Regions from separate parts of the Hordeum vulgare genome. Here region 1 is linked to region 2. Evidence: chromatin contacts called from public Hi-C data. All regions are on one chromosome and are shown on one strand. Each heading gives the region's core, a stretch centred on a gene start, on an enhancer-like site or on the middle of the called end of the contact. The rest is flanking DNA. Distances are from core to core; before and after follow the strand shown. Region 1 holds the start of LOC123443920 (beta-adaptin-like protein A). Region 2 has its middle 130 kb from the start of LOC123439989.

What was found. Hi-C and Micro-C count contacts between places; a contact is called where the count stands out from the background.
Region 1: a Hi-C map of seedling shows a contact between it and region 2, with 5 times the contacts expected there. The contact joins the promoter of LOC123443920 here to the enhancer-like site in region 2. A contact is called at or near these places in 2 of 6 Hi-C or Micro-C datasets (leaf and seedling) and 1 of 1 datasets of contacts at active chromatin or transcription factors (embryo).

What each region holds. Positions count from the first base shown.
Region 1 is chr3H:382,748,834-382,754,710 of MorexV3_pseudomolecules_assembly, forward strand. LOC123443920 (beta-adaptin-like protein A) reads left to right here and starts at 3,678. Exons shown (of 11, transcript XM_045120485.1): 1 at 3,678-3,803; 2 at 3,886-4,402. The coding sequence starts at 3,748. It also overlaps the pseudogene LOC123441782.
Region 2 is chr3H:382,424,736-382,430,906 of MorexV3_pseudomolecules_assembly, forward strand. No RefSeq gene overlaps it. Among protein-coding and RNA genes, the nearest start is that of LOC123439989, 130 kb to the left of the region's middle. Within about 2 kb of position 1,671, at least 3 of the 3 cell types and tissues checked have open chromatin away from gene starts, as enhancers often do. A contact at or near this core is called in leaf and seedling, where this site is marked.

The sequences.
Region 1 (5,877 bases), core at 2,428-4,927, 330 kb after region 2:
TCGTGACGTGCGTGATCTCATCCGGTACTCTGAACAACATTCGGTAATCAACCATATAACTCAAATACGCATAAAACAACGTCGAACCTTACGTGTACAGACCCTGCGGGTTCGAGAACTATGTAGACATGACCCGAATGACTCCTCGGTCAATACCCAATAGCGGGACCTGGATGCCCATATTGGATCCTACATATTCTACGAAGATCTTATCGTTTGAACCTTAGTGCCAAGGATTCATATAATCCCGTATGTCATTCCCTTTGTCCTTCGGTATGTTACTTGCCTGAGATTCGATCGTCAGTATCCGCATACCTATTTCAATCTCGTTTACCGGCAAGTCTCTTTACTCGTTCCGTAATACAAGATCCCGCAACTTACACTAAGTTACATTGCTTGCAAGGCTTGTGTGTGATGTTGTATTACCGAGTGGGCCCCAAGATACCTCTCCGTCATACGGAGTGACAAATCCCAGTATCGATCCATACTAACTCAACGAACACCTTCGGAGATACCTGTAGAGCATCTTTATAGTCACCCGGTTACGTTGCGACGTTTGATACACACAAAGCATTCCTCCGGTGTCAGTGAGTTACATGATCTCATGGTCATAGGAACAAATACTTGACACGCAGAAAACAGTAGCAACAAAATGACACGATCAACATGCTACGTCTATTAGTTTGGGTCTAGTCCATCACATGATTCTCCTAATGATGTGATCCCGTTATCAAGTGACAACACTTGCCTATGGTCAGGAAACCTTGACCATCTTTGATCAACGAGCTAGTCAACTAGAGGCTTACTAGGGACAATGTTTTGTCTATGTATCCACACATGCACTGTGTTTCCAATCAATACAATTATAGCATGGATAATAAATGATTATCATGAACAAATAAATATAATAATAACTAATTTATTATTGCCTCTAGGGCATATTCCCAATACCCATCACCATCAACATATTCATCAGCACCATCTCATCTCCAAACCCTAGTTCATCACTTGTAACCAATCTCCGTCTCGCGACTCTGATTGGTACTTGTAAGGTTGCTAGTAGTGTTGATTACTCTTTGTAGTTGATGTTAGTTGGATTGTTTGGTGGAAGAGTTTATGTTCAGATCCTTGATGCTACTCATTACCTCTCTGGTCATGAATATGATTATGCTTTGTGAGTAGTTACTTTTGTTCCTGAGGACACGGGATAAGTCATGCTAATAGTAGTCATGTGAATTTGGTATTCGTTCGGTAATTTGATGTGTTGTATGTTGTTTTTCCTCTAGTGGTGTTATGTGAACGTCGACTACATAACACTTCACCATTATTTGGTCCTAGATGAAGGCATTGGGAAGTAGTAAGTAGATGATGGGTTGCTATAATGACAGAAGCTTAGACCTTAGTTTATGCGTTGCTTCGTAAGGGGCTGATTTGGATCCACTAGTTTAATGCTATGGTTAGACTTTGTCTTAATTCTTCTTTCGTAGTTGCGGATGCTTGCGAGAGGGGTTAATCATAAGTGGGATGCTTGTCCAAGTAAGGGCAATACCCAAGCGCCGGTCCACCCACATATCAAACTATTAAAGTAACGAACGCGAATCATATGAACATGATGAAAACTAGCATGACAGAAATTCCCGTGTGTCCTCGGGAGCGTTTTTCCTCCTATAAGACTTTGTCCAGGCTTGTACCTTTCTACAATAGGGATTGGGCCACTTTGCTGCACCGTTGCTACTTTTGTTACTTGTTGCTTCCTACGAATCATCTTGTCACACAATCACTTGTTACCGACAATTTTAGTGCCTGCAGATTTTACCTTGCTGAAAACCACTTGTCAGATCCTTCCGCTCCTCGTTGGGTTCGACACTCTTACTTATCGAGAGGACTACGATTGATCCCTATACTTGTGGGTCATCAGGTTGACACAACGACCATTTCGAAAGGGTCTGGAGTCCGCCCTCACAAAGGTGGTCTTCGCCTGCAAAAGCTTCTCTTCATGACGCGCTGGTGGGTTTGGGGGTGACCTCCGTCCTGCCGAGCCCCAGCTTTAGCCTGCTTGCACCGATCGGGAAACCCTTGGGAGTCGCTTCGGGAGCACGCCAGCCGGCTTAGATTTTTTAGCATGGAAGGGAAACCCTCCCTGTCGGTGCCTATTAGCATTGCTCCTGCATCGCCTGCACAACCTGTGTCACCCACGCGGAGGAGTAGGGTCATGGGGCCCTGCTACGTCGCCCTCGGCGAGCCCGCCTCGTGAAAGCTCAGGGCTGGTCTTGGGACGCGCCCTTGTCGCGAGCGTCCCCTCGTGATCCTGGATGATGGTCCCTTGACGCCTGCCTCGCGAGGTAGGGGCCCTCACGAGGGTCTTCCCTGCCGAGCTTGCTGGTGGGCCGAACCAAGCTCTCGCCACGGCGTCGCGCACAGGATCGCACGCCCACGAGCCTGGGTACCCCGGTCCTAGAGGCCCGACAACCCTTTCGACTAGAGACCATTTATGACACTTACCATACAATTTATACTCTTTATTCATGATCACATAAAAATATATCATCACAATGATTTCCTCTAGGGCATATCTCCAAGGTGCGCTGCCTAAGGTATCCTTTTTTAGGGTCTGCTACGCATCCGCCGGGTGATGTTTAGAAAACATCATCCACCTTGATAGCTGTGTGATCTACATGCGTAGCCGTTCAATCCGCGCGCGGCTCTTCGGCTGGGCACCTGATAATTCCTGAGACAACGCTCGAGTTTCTATAACAATCGCTTTGTTGCAGCTTCTTTTTCTTCGCGCGCGCTTCGGCTGGGCACCTGATAATTCGTGAGACAACGCTCGAGTTTCTAAAACAATCGCTTTGTTGCAGTTTCTTTTTCTTCGAGCGTGCTTCGGCTGGGCACCCGTTAATTCATGAGACAACACTCGAGTTTCTGAAACAATCGCTTTGTTGAAGTTTTTTTTCTTCGCGCGCGCTTCGGCTGGGCACCCAGTAATTCCCGAAACAACGCTCGAGTTTCTGAAACAATCGCTTTGTTGTAGTTTTTTTTCTTCGCACACGCTTCGGCTGAGCACCCGGTAATTCCTGAAACAACGCTCGAGTTTCTGAAACATAGACATGCTCAGAAGAGCTTGTAAGGGGAGGAGGCGTCCAACGGATGGGATGAGGTAGGTGAGCACCAGGGTCAGGATCATCAGAAGGTAGGCGACGCACTGGTCGATCGAAGACGCTGCACGTATTGACAAGAAAACAAGTGAGAAGAAATTCAGAAGGAAAGAAGCAACTCAGAAGGGGAGACGCCAGAGTCTTATGGCTCACCGTTGCTGGTGGGCGCCGGCGCGGGGGCCTGCGCGGCGACGAGGGCCGGCATGAGGACGACAAGGAGGAGCGCCGCGGCGGCGGCGGCGACGATGAAACCAAAGAGGGTTCTCGCCATGCGGTTGACGATGTGCTTCAGATGTTTCAGGAATCGGAAAGGTGAAGACGTGTGAGGCCCATCTGAACACGTGTTGCGCAGAGAAGGCGGCGGACGCTGAGTTACTCTTCAGTGGGTTGACGGTGAGCGTTTTCTTTTTTTTCACGTAAACAATCCAACAGTTTGCTTAGAATCCGTAAGCACAAGAGGAAAAACGTATTTTATGATGTGGCCCACTTATCAGCGTCTCGTACTCGCCCTGGCCAGATCCAAGTGCCCACCGGACAAAACCACCACTTGCAGTCGTCTTCCCCACGCGCGCCCAGATCCAAGCCCTCCGCCATGGCTCCCACGGCGCCTTCGCCGGCGAAGTCCGCCTCCCCGTCCCAACCATCCGGGTACACCACTTCCTTCTCTGGCCCTCAAAATCGCTGGCCTCCCGAATCTTAACTAATCAATTGGGGCAATTTGAGTGTGCAGCAAGAGCGAGGTGTCGGATCTGAAGCAGCAGCTGCGGCAGCTGGCGGGGAGCCGTGCACCAGACGCTGATGATCAGCGCCGGGATGTCTTCAAGCGGGTGATCTCTTGCATGACCGCAGGTATCGACGTCTCGGCGGCGTTCGGGGAGATGGTGCTCTGCTCCGCCACCTCCGACGTTGTGCTCAAGAAGATGTGCTACCTCTACGTCGGTGTCCATGCGCGCGCCCATCCGGACCTCGCCCTCCTCACCATCAACTTCCTCCAGCGCGACTGCCGCGACCAGGACCCCACCATCCGCGGCCTTGCTCTCCGCAGCCTCTGCTCCCTCCGCGTTCCAAACCTTGTCGAGTACCTTGTTACGCCGCTCACCACAGGGCTGAAGGACCCTAGTGCCTACGTTCGGATGGTCGCTGCTGTTGGTGCTGCAAAGCTGTATCACATATCTGCTACCACCTGCCTCGACGCTGACCTGCCTGCTGCGCTCAAGGCACTTATGCTCTCGGACCCTGATGCTCAGGTGAGCTTTCATGCTACGAATTGTTTTGATGAAATCGTTATTTTGTTTTCTGGCGACCATGTTATTCTACATGCGTGCAATGATGGAATAACTATGCTGCCTAAAAAATCGCAGCATGCATTGTATTGATTAAACCGGAAGTTAATCTCAACAGGAATTGAATTTTGTTACATGGAACTGAGTTAAGCTGCAAGTTATGATTGTCCTCTCACTGAAAAACTATTTGGTTTATATCTTGCTTGTTTGATCATATAGTAGGCTGTGGCTAATTATGCCTTGTTGGTTTAAATATGTACTATCATGTGATGCATTGAGTAAATGTAAGTACTTTGCATCGGATGTCCATCACAAAGGAAATTCCAACCAGCTGATATAACCATGCTATCAACCTCAGTATAAATATTTAGAAGTAATTGGTTACTGTACCAACTTGTCAACTTTCCAAAGGACGTTGTGATAGAAAGTATAATTACATACAGAACCAGCTGTGGTAGCTTCTTTCAAATTCACAATCCCATTGGTAATGAAATTACAGGATTAGTCTTACAGGTAGCTTGACATATATACCCTAGTGTTTTTAGTTCCAACATATTATATTATATCCAGCTGATCTGACACTGAATCTGCGTCGATCTGTTTCTGGATTAGATATTGTGATCTGGAGTTTGATTCGGATATATTTATTAGATACAAGTACAATTTGGGGAACTGACGCTCTTGGTTTCAACCAAAATCAATCTGTATATCTGAGAAAATATGATTGAAGATTTTGATTTAAGGATCAGAAAGAGGAGATAGATTCCGTATCCACTGTTGTTGTGAGTTACCCTGCTTACTGCTTCCCCAATAGAGGTTGAGACGAAGCGTGATATGTCAGTGATGGTGAATAGAAGAAAATTGACGGATCCACCAGAAACTAGTGAGGACACACGAGACACCACTCAAGTATGCCTTATAACCATAGCACTCCCTCCATTCGAGTGAATAAGGCATGCACACATTTAAAATCCAACTTTGACCATAAATTACCAATAATATATGTTTTCTGACTTAAAAATCATACCATTGGAAACTTCTTCCGATACGAATACAACGGTATAATTTTTGTTACATATAACCCACATTTGGTTGGTCTAATTTATGGGCAAAGTTCAATTTTGGAATGCGTGCGTGCTTATTCATTGAAATGGAGGGAGTGTTCCCGACATTGTACTTTTCTTTTTGGAGCACCCAAACTCCACCCAGACTTGTTCCAAAAACCGAGAAAAGGCTCACTGTCTCTCATTCTCAGTTCATTTATTTCTTGCTTGTCACCATGTCTCTTGTGTCAGTGAAGGCATGCTTGAGCATGCATGCCTACATCATCGTCGTCTACAATACTATCTGTATCCATTGACCGGCCTCTATTTTCATCGATTGTTCTACAATACTCCATCTGTTTCCATCGACTGGCCTCTATTTTTATCGATTGTACC
Region 2 (6,171 bases), core at 421-2,920:
TGACCGATGTTTTGTTCGGAGTCCCGTATGAGATCCCGGACGTCACAAGGGTTTCCGGTATGGTCCGGAAACGAAGATTGATATATAAGAAGTTGGTGTTTGGATTCCGGAAGGTTTTCGAGTATTGCACGCAGTGTACGGGGAGCGAAGAATGGGTTCCGGGGGCCCACTGGGTGGGCCCACCACGCCCCAAGGGGTCCACGTGGATTTATTGGATGCGCAATATAGTATAATGGGCTGACAAAGTCATCCAAGCAAAGCCCATGAGGAAAAAGTCGAAAATCCAAAAGAGGTGGGAAAATAAGGAAGGAGTCCTAATCCACGTGGGATTGGAGGAGGACTACTCCCTTCCCCACTTCGGCCGACCCAAGGAGGTCTTCCTTGGCACGCCAAGGCTGCCTCTCCCCTCCTCCTATATATACTAGAGATTTAGGGCTTTTGAGACACAACTTTGCCACGTGTTGCCCTCTCCTCTAGTTCGTAGTTCTTTCTCTAGATCGGTTTTCTACGGAGCTCGGGCGAAGCCCTACAGGAATAGATCATCACCATCACCGGCACGCCGTCACGCTAACGGAGAACTCATCTACTTCCCCGCCCCTCTCGCTGGATCAAGAAGGCGGAGATCATCATTGAGTTGTACGTGTGCGGAACGCGGAGGTGCCATCCGTTCGGCACTTGACCGGGACGGATCACGAGACAGTTCGTGGGACGGATCGTGAAGACGTACCACTACATCAACCGCGTTCATTAACGCTTCCGCTTAGCGATCTACATGGGTATGTGGATCCAATCTCCCTCTCGTAGATGATCATCACCATGATAGGTCTTCGTGTGCGTAGGAAACTTTTTGCTTCCCATGCAACGTTCTCCAACAGATATGCCACGAATGCAAAATGCATGCAAATGACAGTCACAACATGTTAATCATGGACGCAACAAGATATTATGAAAATACCTAAAATTCTAAGCAAGTTTAAATGAGGCACAAACAACGAATAACAATTTCACAAAGTCCCCATATGTAATTTTGAATTTTTAACAGATCTGCCTAAAACACAATCTTAGAGTTGTTAAATAGGAAAATAAATGCGACCATATTATTCTACATATTTTTCTATCCAAGTTACATATATAAAACATTATAATCGAAGCTACGGTTAAATAGTTATGACATAAATAATTTTAACATGACATTAATGCAAATTAAATGCAAGCACTAGGTTGAACATTTTTAATATGGTTGAAAGTTTGATATTGTGAAACTACACAAAATTCTAAGTATTTTTCATGTATAAATTTTTAAAGCCAATGCACAGTTATTTTGCTATGAATTAAATTATTTTAATATGACATCACACAAATCAATGCAAACATCAAGTTTAAATGTTTTTAACATGTGTGAAAGAGGCATATTGAGAATCTACACGAAATTTTAGACATTTGACATATTTAAATCATCTTAATCCGATGAACGGTAATTTGGTTATGGACATTTCAAAATGACGGTTTTTTTAAAGATATGCAACGAGTGGATAATTAGGTAAATTCGTAGCAAGGAAAAACGACAAGGGCCAAAACTGAAATCTGATTCGGTCTGTACTGAGCGCAACATAGCATCAAGCGCCCTTATGCATGGGATAGGAGAATGGCGCTCACCTAGTTGGCTGGACCCATTCGGTGGAGATAGGCTCGAGGGAGCTCGGCTGGGGAAACTCTGGGCCTCGGCGTGGAGGAGGCCCACACGGGTGCTGGGGCTCTCAGGCTGGCCTTAGTGCGGCTGGGAGGTCGGCCCACACACGGAGCAACGGTCAACGAGCGCTCGAGGCCTACACGTGGGGCGCTGCACGACCCACGTCGGGCGTGAAGGCAAGCCGACGGGCTCGCAGAGCTGGGATGGCGAGGCGTGGCCCACCAACTGATGTTCGGGCATCCTACCCGATCAAGCGCTCGCTCCCGAGCGGGAGGCGAAGCAGGTACCCACCATGGCGACTGCACGGACATGGTGGGGCGCCAACGGTGCATGGCAGGCGACGAGGAGCCATGGGACGCGCGTTCTGGGTCAGGGCTGCCCGGATCCGCCTGTTCCCGACAGTGGCACGACGTAGCTTCGATGGGGCGCGGCCATGGCAGCCCAGGTTCTTGTAAAGAAGAGGTGAGAGAGGTGAGAGAGAGATGTGCGATGGGGAGAGAGAGGTCGGGGCGGCGGGACTTGGTCGTCGGCGACGGCTCCGGTGACCGGCGAGGCATGGAGCGGTTGCGTCGGCACAGCAGGCAGGGTACAGTTGCGGAGGCACGCCGCGGCGCGTGCACTATATCGGCACGGGCATTGCAGCGGTTGGCTTCTGATGTGGTCGCCCGGACATGTTCGGGTTGGCTCCGGACATGTCCGGGATGGGATTTTGGGTGATCTAGGGCCATTGGATGGGGATCCCATGGTCCATATTAGGACCTGGGATAGGATTTCGAGATCTGGGGGATTGGAGCGAGCGGGTGGGGTTTAGCTAGGGGGGTGGCTGCAATATTAGCTAGGTGAAACCCTAGAGACTGAGAGGCTCTCTCCATAGGGAGGTGTATATAGGGAATGGGCATTGGTGGGATGGACCTCGCCCGTCCACTCGCGATCCGAAGGCCATGTACGGAGGGAGAGGCTAGGTGGGCTAATGGCCATGCATATGGCATTGGGCTGAGAGAAGAGAAAGGTTTACGGCCCGGTACAAGATTTTAAAACATAGAAGCATCCGACAATTAAATCGACTATAGTGCCGTTATAGGTCTAACGGTTCGTCTATCAAACGAACTCCGATTGCGACGAAATTTGGCAAGCGGTCTCCCTACACGATATTTAGACCGCACACCAACTTTCAACCCAATCCGAGAAAGTTTTATACACACTTTTAAAACAATATTTTTAACAATGTCGCGGGCGCGTGCATGTGTGGTTGGTCTCAAAATGGTCAACGACGAAAACGGAGAGAACCGACAACTACGAACGGATGCAAGTCTAAAAAAAATCATGGTAACAAGTGTCGATGCAATGCGAATGAAGTGCATGATGTGATGATGAATGCGACGACCAAATAAATCACACTGCAACAATAGAATAAAATGGGAATCTTCTAGAACGTCGGTTCCAAGCATTTACAACTCACCTCCAGTAACAAGGGATCTCGACCTGAGATCTAAGAATGGAACGGGGAGAGGAAGAGAAAGAGCAATAGGTAAGACTTACTTGCTTCTTGGACAAATGAGTGAAACAAACAAGTCTTGGAAGTTTCAAAGAGACGAAGAATGATATGAGAAACAAGTAAGAATTCAATAGAAATTTCGCAACACTTCAATAGAAAATAGAGGCAAAAGTAGATAAGATGGAAGATCTTGAAAAGAAGACACAACATTCCGATTAGATGAACAAGCAAGGATGAACATGATCTTAACAAAATGAGATGATGAATCGAAGAGAGCAACATCACAAGCCTCCGAGACAAAGAATAGAAACTAGATCATTGAAGAGAAGAGAACGAAGAAGGAAAATTACAATTCTTACCACAACTGAATTAACAAGCAAACTTATGAAGAAGGATTGAATGGAGTTGTTGTAAAATCAACAACGGAAAGAACAAACTTGTTGTGGGCTTATGGAAAACATCGCAAAATTATGAGGTGACAACCAGCCACTAACGAAAACAAAGATTGCTTGGGAGCAACAAGATAGGCAGACTTCTTTCATCAAGAGGATATATTGAGAACTTTGGTCAACCATAATCACCATAATAGCAAAAATCCTTAAGAAAAGCTTTACTGCTCATTTGACTCCCCTCATTTCATTTTATTTGGTAGAAATGAAGTGAAATAAAATCTTCACGGGGAATTCATTTGGTTGGAATTAAAATCTTAATCCAAAAATCATGTTTGGCTACCACAAGGATTTCTAGATTGAGATGCCAATGGATAAAGATTGCAGTGGATTAACGAGGACGTCATCCTGCTGTTGTCGATTGAGTGATCTGGTTAGGGTTGCGGGATGCTATAAATGGTAGTGGGAAAAGAGGGAGAGGAGAAGCCTTACCGACAGCGAGAGGGACCTTGCTCTGGCGGAACTACGATCCCTCCGTCTGTGTTCTGTTTCCTGTGGTGGCGGTGAACTCAACTGGATCCTACAGGATCTAGGCATGGGGACGGTGTAGGCCGCGGATCCGATGGCGCGAGCTTCGTAGAGGCCGGCGGCGACGGTTGGCATCGACTTGGGACGGCCATCGACTTGGACGGCCATGGCCGGTTCCTGTGGGGGGTCTCAGAGAGAGATGCGATACGGGAGGAAAAAAGGGGAACAGAGAGAGGGCGCGAGATGGTGCATCGCTGGAGCTCCAGCGAGGTTGCTACCGACACTGGGGATGCAGAAGGGGTGCTGCAGTGGGCGCAGCTGACAAAGGGGGCACATCCCGTGGGCACCTCCCGGTTATCGAGGTCAGGGATGGATAACTGCTTTTTATTTTACTAGCAAAATAGCCGTGCGTTGCAACGAGAGAAAAAAATCAAACGCTTTTAATTTTTTTATAATTATTTTGATTTATTAAAATAATAAGCTAACAAACTAATGTAGTTAGTCCTATCCTATTTTGTTGAAAAATCAACTCGTCCATTGTTAATTCCACTATAATGAGAAATTGAAGCGCGGGTTGAATAACAAAAATTACAAGGTTTTTTTTATAAAAATGGCTTGATGGGTTTTCCGACGGAAGCAATAGCCGCTTTATTATTAGGTATAGATATAGATTATTTGGGCTGTTTTTAAAAGAATATTATCTGCGCTGTTGATGTGGAACCGTGAGGCGCTATCAATCGGTGTGTCAGCTACTGCAAATCAACCTGTGATTGGATGGTTAGAGGGACAGTATTACCCCTAATCCATCACGGTTCAAGTTCCGATGCTTGTATTATTTGTGGATTTATTTCAGGATTTCCGGTGATATCCTTTTAGTGGGAGGAGACATTCCCATCGACGACGAAGCGTCTACGGTGACTTCGTAAATCTCAAAATGATATGTCGGCTCAGTTTCTCGAAGGTGCTCATAGATATAGGGTGTGCGTGTATGTATTCATAAGGATGAATGTATGCACGTGTATATGAGTACTTGCGCATGTACAGTGTTCAAAAAACAACTATATATATTTGTGAGTTTATTATACACGGATGCACGAGGTATTAGGTACAGATTTTTTGTGTGTGTGTGCGCTAAAAACACGTACAATAGATTTTATTTCTAGGATGCTAAATGCATATATGTACATGCATTCAAGTTCCATACGTGCATGCTACAAAATTAGTGGTTCGTATTTGTTCCCTGGAATCTGCTTATATAATTTTTAAAAATGTCTGCATGCTTTAGAAAATGGTTGTGTAATTTAAAATGCCTTCGTGATTTTTGAATAAAAAAACTTATTTTTTCAAAAAATGCACTTGCATTTTAAAATGTTTGTGATGATTTTCCAAAAAGAGTTTACGTATTGAAATACTGTGAAATATTGTTTACATTTTTTTGAACACCCTTTCTAAAAGTGTATTCATGTAATTCTAAAAGTGTTTGCATGTTAAAGTTGATTGTAAATTTTAAAGGTTACGTGATTCAAGAAAATGTTAGTGTGTTTTTAGAAAGAATGCTCGTGCATTCTGAAGAAAATAAATTAAAAGTGAGTTGGATTATAAGGGGCGGCGTATGGAATAGGAATAGGTGCATGGTGTACCTTTATAGGACGACGGCTTAACTAGATTAGTTTTTGAAGTTATAAATACTACTTTGTCTTGACGTGTTTTAGTGATAAATATGTTGTGTGGTGGTCAAGATCAAAGGGGATTTTTTTTTCTCTTACCCACACATGGGCTCCACATTCCTGATTGATTTTTTTAAGAACCGCTAATTAAAGTTGTCGAATAACATGTGTTAATTTGTTTCTTGATCCATCCGGTGTGACATTAATGCTTAGTGTCTTTTCACGTGTTTTCTGTTGATATCGAATGTGATATGCATGCGATTGTCTGTGGTATTTGCTCACATCCGTAATGATTAGAATCCATTAAATGAAAGAAGATTTTAAGGTTGGCCATAGTGGGGGTAACATAGCTAGTAACATAGTCTTGGGACTAGCAAACATGGTGATGTGACTAGCAAACAT